Regions from separate parts of the Zea mays genome. Here regions 1 and 2 are each linked to region 3. Evidence: chromatin contacts called from public Hi-C data. All regions are on one chromosome and are shown on one strand. Each heading gives the region's core, a stretch centred on a gene start, on an enhancer-like site or on the middle of the called end of the contact. The rest is flanking DNA. Distances are from core to core; before and after follow the strand shown.

What was found. Hi-C and Micro-C count contacts between places; a contact is called where the count stands out from the background.
Region 1: a Hi-C map of ear shows a contact between it and region 3, with 1.7 times the contacts expected there. The contact joins the promoter of LOC103636280 here to the promoter of LOC103643118 in region 3. A contact is called at or near these places in 2 of 25 Hi-C or Micro-C datasets (ear and endosperm).
Region 2: a Hi-C map of bundle sheath shows a contact between it and region 3, with 4 times the contacts expected there. The contact joins the promoter of LOC100274688 here to the promoter of LOC103643118 in region 3. A contact is called at or near these places in 5 of 25 Hi-C or Micro-C datasets (bundle sheath, ear, leaf and 2 more) and 1 of 3 datasets of contacts at active chromatin or transcription factors (leaf).

The regions. Positions count from the first base shown.
Region 1 is chr1:72,825,444-72,829,280 of Zm-B73-REFERENCE-NAM-5.0, reverse strand. It overlaps LOC103636280, which reads right to left and starts at 1,311. Exons shown (of 10, transcript XM_008658646.2): 1 at 908-1,311; 2 at 631-690. The coding sequence starts at 1,033.
Region 2 is chr1:72,170,601-72,174,294 of Zm-B73-REFERENCE-NAM-5.0, reverse strand. LOC100274688 reads left to right here and starts at 2,176. Exons shown (of 21, transcript NM_001360644.1): 1 at 2,176-2,455; 2 at 2,592-2,723; 3 at 2,816-2,976.
Region 3 is chr1:72,507,664-72,511,269 of Zm-B73-REFERENCE-NAM-5.0, reverse strand. It overlaps LOC103643118 (zinc transporter 2), which reads left to right and starts at 1,891. Exons shown (of 4, transcript XM_020546406.3): 1 at 1,891-2,536; 2 at 3,285-3,343; 3 at 3,539-3,606. The coding sequence starts at 2,032.

The DNA.
Region 1 (3,837 bases), core at 62-2,561, 320 kb before region 3:
AAACTAGGAGTTATTCCAGAAGATTGAAGACACAATCTATAACCATCTCACTCGATTTACACTTAGCAAACAGATATACTGCATACTCAATTCCTAGATTTGGTTCAGTGCTACAATAAAGAAGCACATCCTTCGAATTCACAGCTTCAACATCTATTTATACCATGCCAGTAAGAATCATTAAGACAGTGATGAGTTTTTACGGGCTGAGGGAACAGTTAGGTGCTTACAGTGATGGTCTAAGCATCGCCAATCTATCAATGCAAGTGTAGAAGGTTGCATCAATACACCTATCAATAAGCATGTCACGTGTACCTACTCAATGAATGAGCCAGACCTTGTTTCAGTGGCCAGTAAAGTTTCCTTTGCCTAAAAGACCAAACAATTAACATGGATACATGAGGAACAAGCTAATGCGCCTTGTGGAAGTTGCTAGTCTATCTTTGACTTTGTAATGTTTTGCATGCAAAATTATGCAAATGCAGTACAGTAACGAGGTGTGAATGCTAAGGCCCTCCAAGGCAATGGAACTTAGTAGTCCATTTAAATGGTTGAATCTGATTTGAATAAAGACAAAGCCACATGTAACGAAATTCAGCTTGGCATCTCTGTACCAGCCAAAAAACCTACCGATTCTTTCTCAAAGAAGACCCAAGTAGGCTGCTTCATCAACTTAGTCTCGGACGCATCCTATAGAATGGCAAAGAAAACATAGCAACCATCAGGGGCGGTCGAGTAAAGGACATGGGTGTACACACATGTACACCATATAATTTCTGCAAGGCGATCGAAGTTAGTAGCCATATTGTATGCATATACACCTGAAATTAGATCAGATCCGAATACAAATAGTAAGATAGTGTTTGTGGGCACAGTTTCACACAACAGGAAGGGAAGGAGGGCGTACCTGGTGGCGCTCGTCGCCGGCGAAGGGGCCGAATAAGACCTGAGCACCTGGCGTAGCCGGCAGCGACGGCCGTTCAGGCGTTGCGCTGTGGTGGTGATTGGAAGAAGAAAATCCAGGTTGCAGCATAGAGGCAGATCGGGTCCGTGTAGAGCCCGTCGATCTACCTTGGTGTGCTGCCTGTCGTCTGCTCCGCCCGACCGAAGCTCACCGTGCTGGTAGTAAACCGGCTCGCCCAGGGGAGCTGTCACTTGCTGCTTCAGGCAGCGTCGGGGCTCGGGCGGGCGCGGGCAAGGTGCCAAGGTCGGCCAGCGGCACGCTCGGCTCGACACAGTGCGGAGGGGAGCGGGAGGAGCCGAGGACGAGGAGCCGCTGAGGAAGGCAAGGGAATGTATTTAACTTTATTTACCGTTGGCACTGCTGTAGCAACGTTTTTATTTTGCAAAGTTTTAGTTGACATAAAACATATCATTTTATTAAAATATAAATACATCAAATTAGAACATAAAATCTACATAATTAATGAAAAAACAAAAATTATATAAATTAAAAAATACATAACTAAAAAAACTAATTTTACTTGCTTATATTCCTTTTCTGTTTATTATGTCGCTTCTTTCTTATCTAATTTTACTTGTTTTGTCATTTTTTTAGGATCAACTCGAATGGGTGTTTTATATCCTGTCTATATCGGTGTAGTAATTTAGTCTTATATAAGCTTTTAAATATCTGTTTTCTCTATAAATAGAGACTGAATGCTACTTGTTGGGTCTTTTTTTCGTTGAGCTCTTGCCTGCAATAGAGTATAGTGCGTCTATACTTACTTATTATGAGGCACATCTTTACACGCTTAAATTTAGACAAAATCTTTTAGGCCCTGTTTGTTTTCTTTTATTTTGTGGAGTTGAAATCTTACTAATGAAATATGTTATTTTTTTAAAATGTGATATTCCACCACTTTTTAAAGTTATCATATAAGTTTATTTCAAATTCATGGGATGAGAGATGGAAATTGATTTTATAGATTTATATACTATTTTCCCGATGTACAACTTATAACACAATCTTCTACTTGCTTCGTTATAATATAAATGTAGTATATAACTATCTTTCTCATATGATTTAGAATAATATACAAATATATTACATATATAAATATTTGAACTTAATTAGTTTTGTCTAAATTATAATTATTAAAACGGAATTCAATTCCAACGAAACAAACTGGTCCTTATAGTTTTACTCCCATCACTCATGTCGTCGTCACCGTGCCTCGCACCTAGGCCTGGGCAAAAAGAACCGGAACCGAGGAACCGAACAGAAATAACCGAGAACCAAAACCAAACTAACCGAAACGAAGGAACCGTTATGAAATTCAGTTCTGGTTTTTTTGAGAACCGAAATAAATGAGATATTTTCGGTTCTGCACTCCAAAGAATCGAAAGAACCGAAAAAAACAAAAGTATTAGATTCAATTTGTTACATGTGTTTGTAACTTCGGATGTTGTTTTATCGACTTATGTTGAACCTCTAATCATCCATGTATTATCTATGAAATTATGGTCATTGTGCACTCGTGGTTGTTTGCGGGGAGATGTTGCTGAAATTTCTCACAAAAGTTGTCGTTATTCAGAATTTTAGAGTGGTTGTTACAGTTCGGTTAGAACCGAGGAACCGAACCGAAGAACCGAGAACCGAACTAGTCGGTTTTGATTTCTTTATCTTGCTATTTCGGTTCTAGTTTTTGAAGAACCGAATTTCTACAAGAACCGAGGAACCGAACCGAACGCCCAGTCCTACTCGCACCAGTAGGGGAGCGGGGAGCTGGCAATCTTTGACGCCTAAAGGCACCATCTAAGGGCTTGTTCGGTTAGCTCTCAATCCATGTGGATTGAGTGGGATTGGGTGGGTTTAAATCCCAAGCAAGTCAAAACTCTTCTAATTTTTTTCCAATCCCATACAATCCATGTATAATGGGAATAACCGAACAAGCCCTAAGTGCATATGTATCCCATATCAAATTATATACACCGTTAATTTTTAGAGCCAAATGACAATAGTATACTAGTAAAACGACTTCATAAAACAGGCCACAATAAAAGAAAAATACCTAATTATGGATAATTTCTTCCACCGATAAACTCAAGATGTTATTAAAAAGACAAAAAAAAAATAGAACAAAAATACACAACATACCACTCGCATTGATAGGAGGTAATGAAGGTAGCTTTTTTAAATAACTTTCAATTCTTGAAAATACTATAAAATATTCTTATCTTCCATGCTTGCAAAAATATCTCGTACAATATAACAAACCATTCTATGATTTGACTAATCATTCCCTATCTTCATAATTGCAACATGCAAAAATCAAGGCTCGCTCAACAACAGGCAAAATGAAGACTAGTTCAACAATACAATAAATCGTTCCAAAATATTTTATTCATCTCAATTTCAATCATAATAATAGCAAGACCATTAAGGTCATAAAAATTAACAATTTTAGGGTTAGATCTCACATCAGCAATGAATAGATCAAGTTGTTTTGTAAGCTTTATAAGTTCATAGTGATCAATTTCAACAACATACATCTTTACCAATTCTATTAGTTGATCTCTATCTGTCACACCCGTTTCCAAGGGGCAGAGCCGGGTGCATAGCATATGTATGCCAGGATCTATTTCCACACATATGTTAACATCACAAGTGTAATATATCAAAAGAATAATGCATAAAAGTGTAAATAAATATTATATTAATATATTACACTTCGAACAGACATAATGTCTTAACCTTTTTTCATCAAAGTACAGCGAAACAAGGACATCCATCCACAGGAAGATGACCGGGGGAAATCACTAGACTAGCATCCATCGAGTTCATCATCAAAATCTTCATCTGCAAACTTCTGATCAAAATTAAGCAAGGGTGAG
Region 2 (3,694 bases), core at 927-3,426, 340 kb after region 3:
GGCTGCCTCGGGCGAAGAGGCCGCTCTCGGGAATTCGCCGACGGCGTACGGCTAAAATTCACCGGACTGTCCGGTGAGCCAATGGTCGGCCGAGCCAACGGTCGGCCGCGGAATCTGCGCGCGACACGTGGTCTGGCCAACGGTCGGAAGGAGGCACCGGACTGTCCGGTGTGCACCGGACATGTCCGGTGCGCCAGATCTGCAACGGTCGGCAACGGTCGGCTGCGCCGTTTAAGGAAAGAAATCGGGCACCGGACAGTGTCCGGTGTGCACCGGACTGTCCGGTGCGCCCGACGACAGAAGGCAAGGTTGGCCTTCCAGATTTGTTCTCAACGGCTCCTAGCTGCCTTGGGGCTATAAAAGGGACCCCTAGGCGCATGGAGGAGGACATCAAGCATTCCTACAACATCTCTAAGCACCAAGACACCGATTCCGCGCATTTGTTTCATTGTGTTAGCATATAGAGCTCTAGTGGAGTTGTGAACTCATTGAGTTGTGTTGCGAGCTCTTGTTGCGACGTGTGTGCGTGTTGACACTCTGATTCTTGTGTCTTGTGTGCTTTGCTAATCCCTTCCTTGCTCTGTGCTTCTTTGTGAATTTCAAGTGTAAGGGCGAGAGGCTCCAAATTGTGGAGATTCCTCGCAAACGGGATTGAGAAAAAGCAAGCAAATAACCGTGGTATTCAAGTGGGTCTTTGGACCGCTTGAGAGGGGTTGATTGCAACCCTCGTCCGTTGGGACGCCACAACGTGGAGTAGGCAAGCGTTGGTCTTGGCCGAACCACGGGATAACCACCGTGCCATCTCTGTGATTGATTTCTTGTGGTTACTGTGTTTTGACTCCTCTCTAGCCACTTGGCAATTATTGTGCTAACAATTAACCAAGTTTTGTGGCTTAAGTTTTTCAAGTTTCGCAGGATCACCTATTCACCCCCCCTCTAGGTGCTCTCAGGGCCGCAGAGAACAAGACCGGTGTCCCATCTGGCTAGCTCCGCCAGATAGGCAATGATGGCGCCCCGCATGCTCTGTGACGACGGCGACTCTCAGCTCTCTTACGGAAGCACGAGGACGTCAGCAAGGACTCAACCGCTCCGACAGCTGTCCCTCCGCCAGGCTCCGTCGCTCCTCCGACGGCCACGACATCACACCAGCTGGGTGCCAAAATCTCTCCGGCTACCACATCGGCATGTACTTAGGGCGCTAGCTCTCCCCCACTAGACACGTAGCACTCTGCTACACCCCCATTGTACACCTGGATCCTCTCCTTACGCCTATAAAAGGAAGGACCAGGGCCCTCTTAGAGAGGGTTGGCCACGCGGGGACGAGGACGGGACAAACGCTCTCCTGGGGCCGCTCGCTTCCCTCTCCCGCGTGGACGCTTGTAACCCCCTACTGCAAGCGCACCCGACCTGGGCGCGGGATGAACACGAAGGCCGCGGGATTTCCACCTCTCTCACGCCCATCTCCGGCCACCTCACTTCCCCCCTTCGCGCTCGGCCTCGCGTCGACCCATCTGGGCTGGGTCACGCGGCGACATTCACTCGTCGGCTTAGGGACCCCCGGTCTCGAAACGCCGACAGTAATCTTTTTCAAAGTATAGTTTTAGAATTAATCCATTCATTTTTTTCCTTTTGCAACTCATAAATAGCCTCATGAAGCATAATTATACCTACAAGAATATTATGACCAGGCAAGAAAACGGTCTAAGAGATATTAATAAGCTTATCTGCTACCATCTCTATTATGTTCTTTAGGGCTTTAGTATCAATCTTAAAACTAACATTAAAGTAAGTAAATAGGTCGATACTCTTGTATTTTTTTAGGCATTACCTTTCTTAGGTAGAAGATTAATAACTCCAAAATTAGGCTATAAATTGGTTACGTATCATTGTGAAAATCCACGAACAAGGCAAGGCTAGTAAATCATCCTTTATTCTTCCTAAGAAAAACTTATAGGATTCTACCGTAAAACCATTCGAACGAGGAGCTTTATTACGTTCCATCCGCAAAACTGCCTTGCGGATTTCAGACATGTTTGGTTTGTGGCTAACTATGCCATACTTTGCCTAAGGTTAGTCATTTGAATTGAAGAACTAACCTTAGGCACAAAAGTGTGGCAAAATGTGGCAAATTAGTCAACGAACCAAACAAGCCTTTCATCCACAGAGAATGGTGCCGTGAAAATTGTGTTTTCGGTATTTGAAACCTAGGGGATATCATGACTATCGCAACCGGCCAACAGGAAATTTCAGCCGGGCATCCCCAATTCATCTTCCCCACGCCGCGTCCGCGTCCGGACCGGACACCGGCGGCACCTCCTCCTGCCTCCACTTCACCAGTTCATCGGGCGCCGGAAGTGGGAGCCATCCGCCGCCGCCACATATCTGTCCTCTTCGGCGCTGACTGGGGCTCAGCCGCTCGAAGCTCCATCCCGCCTCCCGTCTTCGCCGCCGCTCGGTAAGCCGGTAAAGGGTTCATCCTGTTCTAAACAACTTGGGAGCTGTTTGGTTGGGCTTTTTTTGGTCCGTGATCCATCGCGGTGGGAGTCGGCTCCTTCCCATTCCATCTCATTACCGCTCGGTTTACGGCGCAGTCAGATCCCTCGACGCGACGGTCGTGTCTTGACTCTCCACCACGCGACTCCACCCAGCTCTTCTCCACGCGACTGCAGAGCGACGATCGGAGGCGCCGCCATCGCACAATCCACCGTCGCTGCCTGCTCCTGGTGTGTCCTCTCTCCTCTCTCCTCTCCCTCTCCATCTCCGTCTCAAATCTTTTACCCAAACCCTAACCCCGACTGCTATCTATTCTTGTAAGTGATACTCTCACAAGATCCGCTGCTACATCCATTTCTTCTTCTTCCACGTTGCTGGGAGGAGACGGGCGCAAGGATTTGTGCGAGGGAGAAAGAAAGGGAAGGAAAGGGGATAGGACGGGAGGAGGAGCACGACTGCTTACCACTTATTCTTCCCAGCCCGGTACCGTAGATTTCTCTTGTTCTGTGTAGTGTGCTTTCTAATTTGTCGTATATATATAAATATGTGGAAATATATTATAAATAATTTCCTTTGAATTTGACTTGTACAAGTTTCTATAATTTTTACATGTAATGCATCAGTTATATGTTTTCCATATCTGCATGTGCACAGGAGTAGCGCCATTTGCCAACAGCAACAATACGCGCTTGTAGCAATTTCGGTCGGTAGTGAACGCAATAAACAAACACCGTTAGGGGATCTAATGGCGCTGTTCAAATAAAACAAACAAATCCAGGTAATCATTACACTGTAAACCGATAGCACCTGCAGCCCATTCCATTACCATTCCTATTAACTAGAGTGAACCAAACACTACCTTGATGTATTCATCTTGATGTATTCATGGGCATGGTAACAAAATTTCAGAACCTACAAGTCTGTCTATAAGCGTCTACAGTTCATTACGACCTGACTCGGCCACCGCTCGTATCTCCATCTCAGGATGTATGATGGGCATTTTATCAATAATGTTCCAGTAGCGTCTTTCAAAAAGAGAAAAAAAACGAGGCTCAATTTGCAGACAGAAGAACAGAGCTTCCATAAAACAAGATGTTGATAAATGGGCTAGCTCTTGTCAAAAACACTACCAGTGATGAATAAACAGGCTGCGAAGCTCCTCCGTTCTTTTTTATTTATCACGGTTTAGTTAAAAATGAAC
Region 3 (3,606 bases), core at 642-3,141:
GCCCACGTTTAGCTACTTTTAGCACCCCTTGAGCAGCTTATGAGATAATAAATACTAAATTTTATCACACCACCATTAGCTCTCCTGTTTAGATCACTAAATGGCTAAAAATACCTAAAAAAAGTTGCTAAAGTTTATCTAGTAGGATTGAAACGGGGCCTAAATATGTTTGCTTGTCGCATAAGGAAAAAAATCTGACTCATTAACACTATAGAAAAAAGAAGGAAGAAGTATAAAATCCGATGACACATATGATTTGTTTTTCTAAAAAATATATAATATAGTACTCACTTCGTTCTAATTTACAATCTGTTGACTTTTTTACCTTAAGTTTGATCAACTTATCTTATTAAAAAATTATGATATTAATTACATCGTTCAACATGTATTATACTTTAAGTATGGATTTACTTTTTCATTATTTAGCAAAAAAATGAATAAGACGAGCAAATCAAATTTGGTAAAAAAAGTTAAACGCATTGGGACTGAGGGTGTAAAAACCAATACTGGTTATAGTACATTCACATTACATGGAAAAATTATGTACATCCTGGATGCAAATATCCTCTTTTACGACATCTCACATCCACCACATGGAGGCACACAAAAACATATCAAAATTTACAACTTAACTCTTTAATAATTTGTTTTTTCTATTTATATGGACCACTAAATAGTGAATGTGAATGACTGTAAAAGAGATTCTTTGCACCCTGGGTGCAAAGTTTTTTTTTTCCATCACATGTGTGTTTGGTCACTTACGGGTGGGCGTGGATCTGATGCTCAAAGTGGCAATATATTACTCCGTAGAGTCTACCGGCCATTTGTATCACTGCTTACCGGTTTGTTTGAGTGAGGCACAAAACAAGTCAAAAGTTTTGGTGTACTTTTAATTTTCTACACCAGGTTGATGCAAGTTAGGAGGCGAGAAAGGGACGTGTACCGTAGCACGGTCCCATTTTTCGTAATTCGCTGTCTTCCATGGACAACTTCGCTAAGCACCGGAAAGTCTACCCAGTGTGGCAATGTTATCTAATGCCTTGTTCAGTTATTCCCAACGTATATAGATTGGATAAAATTGAAAAAATTTAAGAAGAAGATTGACTTATTTGAGATTCAATCTCATCCAATCCCACTCAACCCACATGGATTGAGAGCTAAACGAACAAGCCCTAAATTGGCAATTTTATTTTATGGCATCCTTCCAAGTGAGAAGACGAGGGCCCAACGAGTAGAGATGGATCAAGATATTTATTCGGATATTAAATGTTTAATGTAATTATGAATAAATATGATAAAAAAATCTATATGTAAATCTATATTTTTGTTTTAAACATTGAGTTCGTTAATAAAAAGCAAACCTTACATTTGTCCTATATTCTCTTGAGTGATATATATAAAATTTAGATACGGATTTGAATTCAAATAATTTTTTTACTCTTTTCATGTAAGGAGCAAATAATATAAAAATTTCGCAAAAATATATTCTTATTTTTTTCATAATATACTTAACAACATAACTAAAAAATTAACATCAAATTTAATGTATATCTATTAAAAATATTAAATTTGTCCTCGTGTATTTCTACCTCTAGAAACAAAGAAGAGGGAAGGGAGGTGCAATGGGACTTTCCAAATCCTGTCACTATCTGCACGACACAACGAAACTGGCGCGGCCTTGTCTGGCTGGTACAATTGTACTACCAGCTATCGCACGTTCACCTGCTTCCTGTACCGCGTCGTTGCTTCTGTAGCTGCCCACAACAGCCTACCCTACCTTGTCAGTGTCCAACGATGCAAACGATCGAGTAAAAAAAAAACCCCAACTCCGAGGATCCGTCCCGGCTCCTGCTGTAGTACTACAAACTACAAAGCCCTCCGGCCCCACACGCCAGCCATCTCCAAGCCCTCCGGCCCCCCGCCTCGCCTCGCATCGTACCGAGAATAAACCCAAATCCGCCCCGCGTCCGGCGTCCGCCTACCATTTCCCGGGTCACGAGTCCACGGCCTCCTCGCTCGCGGTCCCGCGCCATGGCCCGCGCCACCAACGCCCAGCACCACCACCGCCTCCGCCTCCTCCTCTGCCTCTCCCTCGCGGCCGCCGCGTGGGCGCACGGCGGAGGCGGGGACTCCGACGCCGACGCCGACGCCGACGCGGATGGGGGCGCCGCCGCCAGGCCGGACCTGCGCGCGCGGAGCCTGGTGGAGGCCAAGCTGTGGTGCCTGGCGGTGGTGTTCGTCGGCACGCTGCTGGGCGGGGTGTCCCCCTACTTCATGCGCTGGAACGAGGCGTTCCTCGCGCTGGGCACGCAGTTCGCGGGCGGCGTCTTCCTCGGCACGGCGCTCATGCACTTCCTCAGCGACGCAAACGAGACGTTTGGGGACCTGCTCCCCGACAGCGGGTACCCCTGGGCGTTCATGCTCGCCTGCGCCGGTTACGTCGTCACCATGCTCGCCGACGTCGCCATCTCCTACGTCGTCTCACGGTCACAGGGGCGCAGCACCGGCACCGCCGCTACCGGCGGTTCTGATGCAGGTCAGTAACAAGAGTCACGTGTCAGTACCGACTCCCGTTCGTTCTGTTCTGGCTTGTAACAGTTGGGGTTGGGCAGTTGGGCTGGGCGGTGTACTGATTACTGTGAATGCCGCCACAACGACTGGGGGATCCGGGGTTGGGTTGAATGCGCACACCACTTTTTCCTGTCGCCGGGTGGGTGCAACTAGCACGGGCTGCAAATTCAGATTGGTGGAGGTCTGTGTTAGTGTGTTCTTGCCTCTTGGGATAGATTTACTCTTTTCGTCGCGAACTACTAATCCTATATTGCTGTAGTAGTACACCACTGCCTAAGGTAAACCAACTGTTGCCAATGCTTTTGGTCTGGTTGCACGTTGCATTATCACGTACAAGGCGACTGAAAGTTCGGGTTCATTGCAGTTTGCAGTAATCCTGTTCTTGAGAGTTTTATTTTCCTTCAGCCAATCAACATGTAGCGAGATTGATTAATGGATCATTTAGTTAGAGTAGTGGATCGAAACCAAAAAAAAAAACTTTACGTGGAATCAGTCTTAATGGATCATTTAGTTAGAGTTTTATTTGTGACAAACTGGCAGTTCTGCGTGTAATCAGTCTATATGCTCAACTCTGAATAGTCAGTCATCAGGGGAAGTCTGTCTGTCCCTCTCTACAGCACTGTATTTCCATTGTCATATTTTCTCTGTATTAAAGCTTTAGGAAGCCTATTATACTTGTACGATTCATTTTCTCCTTTTGACACTTTCAATAGGGCTGGAGGAGGGCAAGATGAGAACCGCAAATGGCACGAGGTCTGAGCCCACACCAGCTGTAAGTTACTACAACCTGCTTCAGCTTCTGAATTCATTATTTGATCATGGCAATACCTGCTCTTGCAACAACCATATAGTACAGTCCACTCCCAATAAAAGACAGTTAAAAAGAACAGCACTAGCAGTATCTTACGGCCGGCCGGTCAGTGTACAGAATCTTATTTGTCACCATTACTTGTGCTTTGGCGTGCAGGATGCACACGGATCTGATCACTCGGCCGCATCCATTCTGCGCAACGCGAGCACGATCGGTGACAGCGT